Linked DNA regions of Mus musculus: region 1 is linked to region 2. A link is a contact called in public HiChIP or PLAC-seq data. All regions are on one chromosome and are shown on one strand. The core of a region is the stretch at or near the end of the contact, and the rest is flanking DNA. Distances in the headings are between cores, read along the strand shown. Region 1 has its middle 14 kb from the start of Pmvk. Region 2 holds the start of Dpm3 (dolichyl-phosphate mannosyltransferase polypeptide 3).

What was found. HiChIP or PLAC-seq counts read pairs in DNA pulled down with a chosen protein or histone mark.
Region 1: an H3K4me3 HiChIP or PLAC-seq map of bone marrow-derived macrophages shows a contact between it and region 2, with 2.6 times the contacts expected there. The contact joins the enhancer-like site here to the promoter of Dpm3 in region 2. A contact is called at or near these places in 4 of 39 promoter capture datasets (the 3T3-L1 cell line, liver and neutrophils), 1 of 15 datasets of contacts at CTCF or cohesin (embryonic stem cells), 8 of 484 Hi-C or Micro-C datasets (CD4 T cells, the G1E-ER4 cell line, the HL-1 cell line and 5 more), 6 of 115 datasets of contacts at active chromatin or transcription factors (bone marrow-derived macrophages, embryonic stem cells, microglia and 1 more) and 4 of 9 other capture datasets (adipose tissue, embryonic stem cells, liver and 1 more).

What each region holds. Positions count from the first base shown.
Region 1 is chr3:89,470,773-89,476,151 of GRCm38.p6, forward strand. No RefSeq gene overlaps it. Among named protein-coding and RNA genes, the nearest start is that of Pmvk, 14 kb to the left of the region's middle. Within about 2 kb of position 3,284, at least 10 of the 459 cell types and tissues checked have an H3K27ac peak or open chromatin away from gene starts, as enhancers often do. A contact at or near this core is called in bone marrow-derived macrophages, where this site is marked.
Region 2 is chr3:89,263,648-89,269,183 of GRCm38.p6, forward strand. It overlaps Dpm3 (dolichyl-phosphate mannosyltransferase polypeptide 3), which reads left to right and starts at 2,814. Exons shown (of 2, transcript NM_026767.4): 1 at 2,814-2,959; 2 at 3,082-3,432. The coding sequence starts at 3,087. The coding sequence ends at 3,365. Slc50a1 (solute carrier family 50 (sugar transporter), member 1) reads right to left here. Exons shown (of 6, transcript NM_009057.3): 4 at 5,403-5,536; 5 at 5,026-5,145; 6 at 4,599-4,951. The coding sequence ends at 4,850.

The sequences.
Region 1 (5,379 bases), core at 2,034-4,533, 210 kb after region 2:
TAAGCCTAGAACCTTCTTTGGGAGTAAACAGCCTACCTTCATGCCTGGGCAGCCACTTCAAAGACCCTTAATTGGACTTAAGCACTGGCACTTGAGAAAAGACACCTGTTGTCTTAGCTCAGGTGTCAGTTCTCAGCACAGAGGGTCAGTAGTGCCTTCTGGTCTGGCACTACTCCCCTCCCCCACGGGCACAGTATGAGGGGGGCAGAAAGGGCTTTGGAGTTGAGAGGGGGCAGCGCTTCTGAGAGGGCATAGTTCTTTACCTACCAACACGGGCTGAGGTACGGGGAGGACTGAGTCCCACGGAAGGGACTAGCCAGTAATTGTGATGGGCGGATAACAGTGGGATAACCCCCGGGTTGGGGTTGGGCAGTAAACCTCACAGGAAAGACTAAGTCTCTCACTAGGGCGGTGGGAAGGGTGACATGGATTTGATGGGTAAGGGGGACACATGCAAAGGGACCGCTAAGAGGCTTCATGGGGCTCAGAACAAGAAATAAAAGCTGGGGAGAGCCAAGTTGTCTGCACCGTAGATGGAAGAATCTGATTGGCTGATTCAGCCCTCCGAGGCAAGGCAAATTCTCATTAGTGAAACTGTCCCGCACTCCAGCCTTTCGTGCCTTTCTGTCCCTTCACCTCTCAGTTCTGCACACTTGCTGGTGTCCCTTGTGATAGTGCTTAGTCTTTTATTTTATTTTCTATTTTTCTTTAATTTATATGCATGGGTCCTTTGTGAGTCTGCACCATGTTTATGCCTGGTGCCTGTTGAAGCCAGAAGAGGCCATCAGATTCCCTGGAATCGGAGATGTGGGTCACCACATGGGTGCTGGGAACTGAACCTGGGACCTCTGGAAAAGAAGCCAGTGCTCTAATCACTGAGGCATCTCTTCAGCTCTTAGATTTTTCCCCCTCCCTGAAGATATGTTTCTCCTTGTCTTTCAAAGCAGCCTTTGGGAAAATTTCTTTTAAAGTCACTTGACCTTCAACTCTGCAAAACCTTTTTTTTTTTTTTTAAATTTTTAATTTTTTTTAAAGGTTCCTGGCACAGCAGGAATGTATTTTTTTTTTCTTTCTTGAAAAGGCCTGCATGGTTCCAGCCAGAAAAGAGGGCCTTGCTGGCATTTTATTTTTGTGTTCATATTTGATGAAATCTCTGGGTAACTAGAAATAGAATGGCATGCCCCCAGTCTGATACTGACCTTCTACTGAAAGCCTGGGTGTAGTGGAACACTCCTGCAGACCCACGCAGGAGGCCGAAGCAGGAGGATTATGAGTTCAAGGTCAGCCTTGGCTAAGTAGTGAGTTCTTTTTCTGGAGCTTTGGCTGTCTCAGAATTTCCTAAGGCAGATCCTGCTGTCTCTGCCTCCTGAGCACTGGGATTAAACCACACCTGGCTAGGCTACCAGGGAAGTTCAAAGCCAGTCCGGGCTCCTTTCGCGACCAGTCTCAAAACACAAATCACAAAATAGTCAGCCTTCTAGAAGATAAAAACCAAACCTCCAAACCTGCAGGCAACAGGTCAAACAACCCCTTCACAGGGGTCACATATCAGATACTCTGCATATCAGATCTTTACATTATAATTCATAAGAGCAGCAAAGGGTTGAGGGTCACTACAACCCGAGGAAATATGTTAAAGGCTCCAACATTAGGAAGAGGAAGTTAAGGGTCCCAGCTTTAGGAGGGTAGAAACCACTGCTCTAGATAGTGCTGTGACAAAGAAACCAACAGCATCTGGAGACAGCCAGATGGCTCGCTGGGTAAAGAGCTGGTTACCAAGGCTGAGGACTTGAGTTTGATCCCTGGAACCCACGTGGTGGGGAGAGGGAACTGGATTCCTAGCGCTGGCCTCGGACCGCCACACTTGTGCCTCGGGATGCATATGTTTCTCTAAATGCATAAATAAATAAATAAATCAGATACAGAATTTAAAAAGGAACCAACAACATCTAGAAAACTTGGTCGTTTATGTAGAAAACTTTGTGGATTCTTGGGGATTGGGGAGCTGGCTCTGCAAGCCCTAGGACCTGAGTTGAGGTCTCCACCGCTAGGTAAAGACCGGGTGAAGCATCTGGAGGGCCAGTCCTGCTGCCTGGAAGTCACGTCAAAGGTGGAAGGAGGGGACCAACTCCACGGAGATGGTCACCTTGCCACACCTGTGGCCACACACATTTAAAGACTCATTTATTCATTTTGATGTGTCTGAGTGTTTGCCTGCATGTGTTTCTGTGCATCTGGTACACACAGTGCCACGGGGGAAGGATGAGGGGCTCAGATCCCTGGAGTTACAGACCTTTGTGAGCCACTGTGGAGGTTCTGAATTGGACCTGGGCTTTCTACAGGGGCAGCCAGTGCTTTTAACCACTGAGCCGTCTCTCCGGCCACTGCTTTGTTTCCTCTCTTCTTTCCTTTCCTTCCTTTGCTTTTTTCTTTTTCCTTCCTCTTCCTTTTCCAACATATTTTTCCAACATATTTTTATTAATTATTTGGGCATTTCATGTCGTGGACCCGGGCGTGCTTATTTCCAATCCCCCTCCATTGTGGCCTCTCCCTGCAAAAGAAAAAGAAGGAAAAGAACACCAAGTCCATTTTGTGTTGTTCATATGCTCACTGGAGCATGGAGAGACTCCAGGGGCCAGCCCCCAAGGGAAGATGAACCCTTCTCCACCCAGACCCCCACCAGAAGCCATCAGTTGTGGAGAGCCATACTTCAGCATCCTTATCACAGTTTCTAAGACATATGTATGTATGTATGTATGCACTCTATTTGCACATATCCTGCATGACAGAAGACAGCATCAGACAGAAGAGGGCATTGAATCCCGCTATAGATGATTGTGAGCCACCATGTGGTTGCTGGGAATTGAACTCAGGACCTCTGGAGGAGCAGTCAGCGCTCTTAACCACTGAGCCATCCCTCCATCCTTCCTATCATAATTTTTTTTTTTTTTTTTTTTTTGAGACAGGGTTTCTCTGTATAGCCCTGGCTGTCCTGGAACTCACTCTGTAGACCAGGCTGGCCTCAAACTCAGAAATCTGCCTGCCTCTGCCTTCCAAGTGCTGGGATTAAAGGTGTGCACCACCACTGCCTGGCTCACAATTTTTAAGAGTTCTTTTCAATGGTTTCCTTTTTCAGGCTATTACTCTTTTGGGCGGTGGGGTTGTATGGGGAGGGGAAATGTCACAGAAGCCTTCTATGTTCCTCTTTCCTAACTGTGTGTCTGCAGTCGTCAGGAACACCACAAAAGCAGCTTCCTTGTCCTTCCCAGGCAGTGAGGACGTGGATTCTGGGTTTTCACATGGTTTCTGGCAACAGCAGAGACCACAAACATCCACATGATCTCTAGCATCGTGCTAAGGACCTCCATTTGGTCTCCGGTGTCAGTACAGACTACAGTCATCAACAAAGCCCTCAGCCAAAGCACAGGCCACGAACCAGCATGGCTTCTGGGAAAAGGATGGACCATGGAAGTCTGTTTTTGTTTTTGTTTTTTTTTTTTTAAGATTTATTTATTTATTATGTATACAGCATTTTGCCTGCATGTATGTCTGCAGTCCAGAAGAAGGGACCGGATCTCATTATAGATGATCGTGTGCCACCATGTGGTTGTTGGGAATTGAACTCGACCTCTGGAAGAGCAGCCAGTGCTCTTAACCTCTGATACATCTCTCCAGCCCCCCCCTCCCCCTTTTAAGACAGGCTAGTCTGTTAGTCTGGCTAGCCTGGAGCTTATGACGTAGACCAGACTGGTTACCATCTTACAGAGACCTGCTGCCTCCCCTGTCTCTTGAGTCCTGGAGTTAAAGGCATGCATCACCACACCTAGCAACTAGACACGTTGTACACACAATGACAGTAGAAAAATGTAAGATGAAGAGCAAATGAGAAAGATACCTAAGATCTAATTCTGGCCTACAGAGAGAGAGAGAGAGAGAGAGAGAGAGAGGAAGGAGGAAGAAGAAGAAGGAGAAGAAGAAGAAGAAGAAGAAGAAGAAGAAGAAGAGGAAGAGGAAGAGGAAGAGGAAGAGGAAGAGGAAGAGGAAGAAGAAGAAGAAGAAGAAGAAGGAGAGACAGAGAAAATAAGAAAGAAAACTAGGTGGAATATTCAAAAGAAGCCACTAGAACTGGTAAATAAATTCTTAGGGGGTCAAACAGAGGGTTGCCAGGTGTTTGAGCCATGGAATAAAGTCCTCTCATAAACAAAATCAACTGGAGAGCTGGCCAAGATGGTACATGCCTATAGTCCTAGCACTTGGGAGCCTGAAGCAAGAAGATCTCTAGTTTGAGAGCAATGTATCAAAACCACATGTATTTATATTTTATATTTACTGCGCAACAGGAAATTCAAATAAGCCATTGAGATGGCGCTGAGGATAGAGGCTCTTGTCAGGCCTGGTGACCTAAGTCCAAGCCCTGGACTCCCATGATGGAAGGAGAGAATAGACTGCCACCAGCTGTCCTCTGATCCCATGTGCTCATGGGCACACACACAAGTTAAAAAAAGATGTAAATAGGACAGGGGGAGAGATTTTCTGAACCCACTCATGAGAAAGAATGATATTCTGTCGTGTCTGCGCATGCACAGTGACGTGGCTGGCAGAGGACCCACGACCTGGTTCTGTCATCTGCTGATGTTACGTCCAGAGTCTAAGGACACCTTCGCTTTTGTTCTTTTGAAGGTAACCCCATTTCCCTGCAGGGATGGGTTTGGATTCTGTTCCTTTCATTTTTGAGATTCAACTTCTGGCATTCTCTAAGGTAGAAAGAACAAGGGCGTGTACTAAGGGGAAACTGTTGGCAGCTCATCGTCCCCAGTAAGGCTTTAGTGAGTGATGAGATGGACGAGTAAGTGGGCCTGGACTCTGTTCACCTTGGCTTTGGGGCTGTTCTTCAGGTGTCTTTGAGCGCTCCGTCTCGATTTGAAGACTTGGCTTCAGTGTTGTTACAGGCTCCCTTTCCCTTCAGCGTAGGTTTGGGTTTTGGAAGCAAAAGGAAATTTGGTGCTAACTGTGGTGAAAGGAAAGGCCGATGGGTGAGCTCTTCAGCTGTCTTAATACCACAAGACTGAACTTTGCTCTACGTTAATCAGTCCCAGGATCTTCTCCTCCCTTAACTTTCTCCCCCAACCCTTCGTTTCTTTTCCTTTCTTTGCTAAAAAAGAATCTCTCCAGCATCTTTAGAGCATCTCTCAGCTCTAGGCAAGGACTTTTATTTTTTTATTTTTTCTGAGACAAAGTCAAATGTAGTCCATGTCAGCATCAAACTTCCTACAGTGGAGGCTGGCCTTGAACACTCTCTCAACCTTCTTGCCCATATTTCCCGAGTACTGGGGTAACAGGCATGTGTGCCATGCCTGGCATAAAGAGGCAATTAAAAAG
Region 2 (5,536 bases), core at 1,564-4,063:
TTTGACTCCCTCACACAGACATACATGCAGGCAAAACACCAATGCAAGTAAATGAAAAATAAATAAATTATGAGAGAGAGAGAGAGAGAGAGAGAGAGAGAGAACCAGTGAATCAGCTGTGAGATTTCATCTTCTAGAAATGTAGAAGCTACTTGCATGAAGTCTCATCAACACGATTGGCTAAACCACCACACTAAGAGACATAATGGACATGCTAACCTGGAAGGGGGAAAACTCATGAGGCCTCAAATCTCTCTATATATAGATGTTAAGATCATGTGATGTCACATGCCTTTCATCCCAGCACTCAGAGGCAGAGGAACACTGATCTCTGAGTTCGAGACTAGCCTGGTATATGGACTAAGTCCCAGGACAGCTAAGGATATATAGAGAAACTCTGTTTTGAAAAAAAAAAATCACAACAACAAAACCATGATCATGTACAGTTCTTGTAACAGATCCAGGTCCAGTCACTGCCACTTTGCTTATAACCATCAGTAACTCTGGTCCAGGGGATCTGACACCCTCTTTTAACCTCCTTGGGTAGCAGGCACACGTGTGATGAATTCATACATAGAGGCATACCGTTGATACACGGAGAATATAAATCTAAAAAAATAAAAAGAGGCCATACATTGAGAGAGAGCAAGGGAGGGATTGGAGGAAGGAAATGGAGGAGGAAAAGTAGCATAATTATACTCTCAAAACAAATTTAAATTATGATTAAAAATTCTGAAGGGCTGGAGAGCTGGCTGAGTTCACCCTTGTCTGTAACTCCAAGCTCTGACACCCTCACACAAACTTTCACGCAGGCAGAACACCAATGCATGTAAAATAAAAATTAATAAATGACTTTTTAATTGAGGCCAGGATGTGGTGGTGCACACCTTTGAACCCAGCAGGAGGCAGAGGCAGGAGGATCTCTGTGAGTTTCAGGCTAGCCTAGGCTACAGAACAAGAGGTCCAGGACAGCCAGGGCTACACAGAGAAACCCTGTCTCAGGGAAAGGAAAGAAAGGGGAAAAAAGAAAACGGCACATTTTACTCTTGTCTGTTGTCTCAGTAACATGTTTTTTGTTTTTGTTTTATAAATAATAATTGTTGATTAACATTGAAGGCTTTGAGGAAATAAGGGTTTGGTTTGTTTCTCTTTTATTTTACATGGATGGGTGTTTTGCCTGCATGTATGTCTGAGTATGTGTCTGGTGCCTCGGGAAGTCATAAAGTGTTGTCAGACGCTCTGAAACTGGAGTTACAGATGGTTAAGGACATCATGTGGGTGCTGGGAATGGAGCTCAGAGGATCCTCTAGAAGAGCTGCCAGAGCTCTTAACTGCTGAGCCATTTCTCCAGCCCCTCTGGATTCCCTTTTGACATACCAAAGTAAACTAAATTTCCAATCCAGCTACAAAGCTTTGAACAATGGGTCTTTGAACATTTGTTAATTTTTATTTTATGTGCACTGGTGTTTAGCCTGCACGTGAGTCTGTGTGAGGTCTTGGAGTTACAGTCTACTTCTGTCCCCGCTTTGTGATTTCCAAGTGGACCCTCAATCCACTCAGACTAGATTTTTTTCCCTTTAAATCAGGGCCTTCCTTATGTAGTTCATGTTGGCCTTGAACTTGGAGCAGCCCTGCCTCCTGAGCCTTGGGATCATGTGGATGTCCTCAGGACTTTTTCACTCCTCATTTACTCGTTTTTCCAACAACAGAATTGCTTTAAGGAAGGTTTGGTAACACACACATTTAATTCTAGCACTGGGAAAGCAGAGGCAGGAGTAACAAGGGTTCAGGGCCATCCTCAGCTACATCCCATGCTCTAGGCCAGCCTGGAATACATTACATTAGACTCTGTCTCAAAACAAAACGAATACCAACCAGGCTGGAAACAGCTCAGCTGTTAAGTGTGCTTGCTGCTCTTCCAGAGGACCTGAGTTTGGTTCCTAGCTCCAGTGTCAGACAGCTCACAACTACCTGTAACTCCAGCTTTTCTGGCTTCTGCAGGCACCTAAATGTATCCAGTATACGCTCAGATAGACACACATATGCACACATAAATAAAGATTTAAAACCCAAACAAACCAAAAATCAAGCCAAAGAAAACCCCCTTGTTTTATTTAAACTGTTATTGCTACCTAAAGGCAACCAACCCCTTTTTATTAAAAAAAAATTTTTTTTTTATTTTATGCACATTGATGTTTCACCTGCGTGTATGTCTGTGTGAGGGTGTCAGATTCTCTGGAACTGGAGTTACAGGCAGCTGTGAGCTGTCATGTGGGTGCTGAGAATTGAACTAGGATCTTCTGATAGAGCAGCCAGTGCTCTTAACTGCTGAGCCACCTCTCCATCCCCTAGCAACCAACCCTTTATCATATCCTGTAATGGTCATGGTCTTCTTTCTTCTTCTGTTGAATTGCCCTGGAATCACAGGTATATGGGCCTGTGATTTGCAGTTCAATTTGACATGACCAGCCTATTTCTTCAAGACAGGATCTCAGACTGGAGTTCAAGTTTATTCCGGGTACTCTGTAAAATCCTGTTTCAAAATATAAAAGGGCTCAGTGGTTGAGAACTTGCCTAGCAGGTGTGAGGCGGCCTGTTCATGTTTGCTGATTGATGGGTGTGTTGGAAGAATGCTTGAATAATTGAATGAGTGGGCTTTCTGCACTGGAGAATCTAGTTTAAGGGGGGCGATGTAACATTCCCATCTTAACGCAGCGTTTCGGGGTATCCTCCGATTGTCCACAAGTTCCAGCCGGTATCGATGTGGGTCTCCAGAACAAAACGGCAAAAACTCTTCTGAACTCAGATTTTCGAAGAGCAGTGTATAACCAACCTGGATCTGAGCGCGGCCGAAATTGTCCTAAGAACTACAGTTCCCAGAAGGCAGCCCGGAAAAAGGGCGGTAGTAGAAAGGGACTTCCGGATGCTGATGCGGGCCTTGTCAGCGCGGCACACGGAGGTACGCTTAGGTGGCGGGCAGAGTGGAAAGACGGAAATGGGTGGCGGAGACTGGGAATAAATGTCAGATGCAGAGCGGGGATCGGTAGAAAGAACCCTTAGCTTTGATTTTTCTCCCTGCAGCCAACATGACGAAGTTAACACAGTGGCTTTGGGGACTGGCTCTCCTGGGCTCTGCCTGGGCTGCCCTGACCATGGGAGCACTGGGCTTGGAGTTGCCTTTCCCCTGCCGAGAGGTCCTGTGGCCACTGCCTGCCTACCTGTTGGTCTCCGCTGGCTGCTATGCCCTGGGCACGGTGGGCTATCGCGTAGCTACATTTCACGACTGCGAGGACGCTGCCCGAGAGCTGCAGAGCCAGATCGTGGAGGCCCGAGCTGATTTAGCACGCAGGGGGCTGCGCTTCTGACACCTAAACCCATTCCAGTCTGGACATCTTTCCTCATTCCGCATTAAAATGCAGTTTTATTTTCTAATCTTGTGTAGTTTTGAGTATGGAGGATAGCGGTGGGGTGGGGGGTGGGATGGGGATTCTATATACTAGAGGTCAAGAGGTGAGGGGGCAGGAGAACCACCTTACCAGGCCTTACTTAGCTTTGCATTTTGATGGTGTTCTGTTCCCTTCTCAAGATTTTTTTTCTGTTTGAAATAGGATGCCATGTACCCTAGACTGGCCTTGACCCCAGCCATATGGCTGTGGATTATCTCGATTCTAACGTCTCTAATTACAGGCTAAACCCACCATGACTAGACTAGTTTATGTCATGCTGGGCTTCAAACTTGGAAGTCCACAACTGAACTATATCCCCAAAACAGGTTTGTTTACTTGTGTATATGGTTTTAATATATATGGTTTTAATAAGTAGTTCAACCTGGCTTACAACCAACCCTGTCGTGCTACCCAGGCTGCCCTCAACCTGTGGTCCTCCCGCTTCAGCTTCAACCTTGGAAGTGCTGCGAGGCTTCCCATACAAGGCTGCGCAGGAAGCATGGGTCCCTAACTTCCTTCCATTCTTCACAGCTTTCAAGTTGGTTGTTTTTTTGTTTTGTTTGTTTGTTTTTTGAGACAGAGTTTCTCCATGCAGTCCTGACTGTCCTGGAACTCACTCTGTAGACCAGGCTGGCCTCGAACTCAGAAATCCGCCTACCTCTGCCTCCCAAGTGTTGGGATTAAAGGCGTGTGTCACCACTGCCAGGTTTCTTTTCTTTTTAAAAGGACTTCCTGGATCTTTCTAACTTCTAGTTGTTTTTTGTTTTTTAAAGATTTATTGCCGGGTATACAGGGTGAGTTCCAGGACAGCTAGGGCCACACGGAGAAACCCTGTCTTGAAAAACAAAAAAACAACAAAAAATATTTATGTTATGTGTGTGAGTACACTGTAGCTATCTTCAGACACACCAGAAGAGGGCATTAGATCCCATTACAGATGGTTGTGAGCCACCATGTGGTTGCTGGGAATTGAACTCAGGACCTTGGGAAGAGCAGTCAGTGCTCTTAACCACTGAGCCATCTCTCCAGTCCTAACTTCTAGTTCTTTCAAATCCCTTTTCTGAGCCAATCCTACAGGCCCCCCAGGCAGTAGGCCCTCTGTCTGTCAAGTCAGGCAGGTTGGGAATGGCGAAGAACACATCACTCTGCAGGCAGGGGTGGGGAACAGTTTATTTTAAGGCACATTCTAATACCACCTCAGCCTCCGAAATGAGAAAAGATGATCTCCTGTAAAAATGTGATTTCATCCCACAGGTCCTATCTGATCTAAGGAAAGATCTTTGGTCCCTTTAGTTTCAAAGTCATCTTTTTCTCACAACCTATTGCATCCATGGAACTGGTCACAAGGACCAGCAGAAACAGGAGCTCTGTTTGGTATCCAGTTGGCACTCGGGTGCCTGGGGTCAGGTCTGCAGGAGGCGGTACTTCCTGTCTTGCTCTGGAGGGTACTTGCAGAAAAGCCCGAGGCGGATTAAGCTGGTGAGGATTCCTGGAAGGTTGGGCACCTGCAATCAAAAAGCTGCTAGAAAGACCAGACTCTGCTTTGTAGACCCAACGTCCCAATCTAGAGTCTGCTTACCGTGATGTATGGGTCTCGGAGGCGAAACCCGTAAATAGACCAAGAGGCGGAGCAAAAGAGCGTGGCAATGGTCAGGGAGAAGGAGAGGCGCTGGGTTGATTTAGTCTGAACGATCTTGGCCTACGGCAAAAATGTGCCTGGTTCAGGTTCATAGAACCATTCCTGAGTCCTCGCCAGAGAATTTCCTCGCGGAAAAAAGACCACAATCCCTGTGGTGCGTCTTTCATTCAGCCCTTTTCCTGCATCCCACTCACCTCTGCTACCTTGACTTCTTCCAAGAGCTGGGCCCCGCCCCCGCCCCAGTATTAGCCAGTCCCTGGCTCAGGGAGCCTAGCCCTTCTCCGCATCTCCCCTACCTCTTGGCCACCCCTACTCACCAAATCAGCCAGTGGGGAGAGGTACATGCTGATGGTAAAGACGCTACAGAAGAGGCCTAGCTGCTGAAGCCGGGCCTCAAGGTCCGGCACCAGAAGCCAAAAGTAGCCATAACCCAGGAGAAGGACAGCCAGCA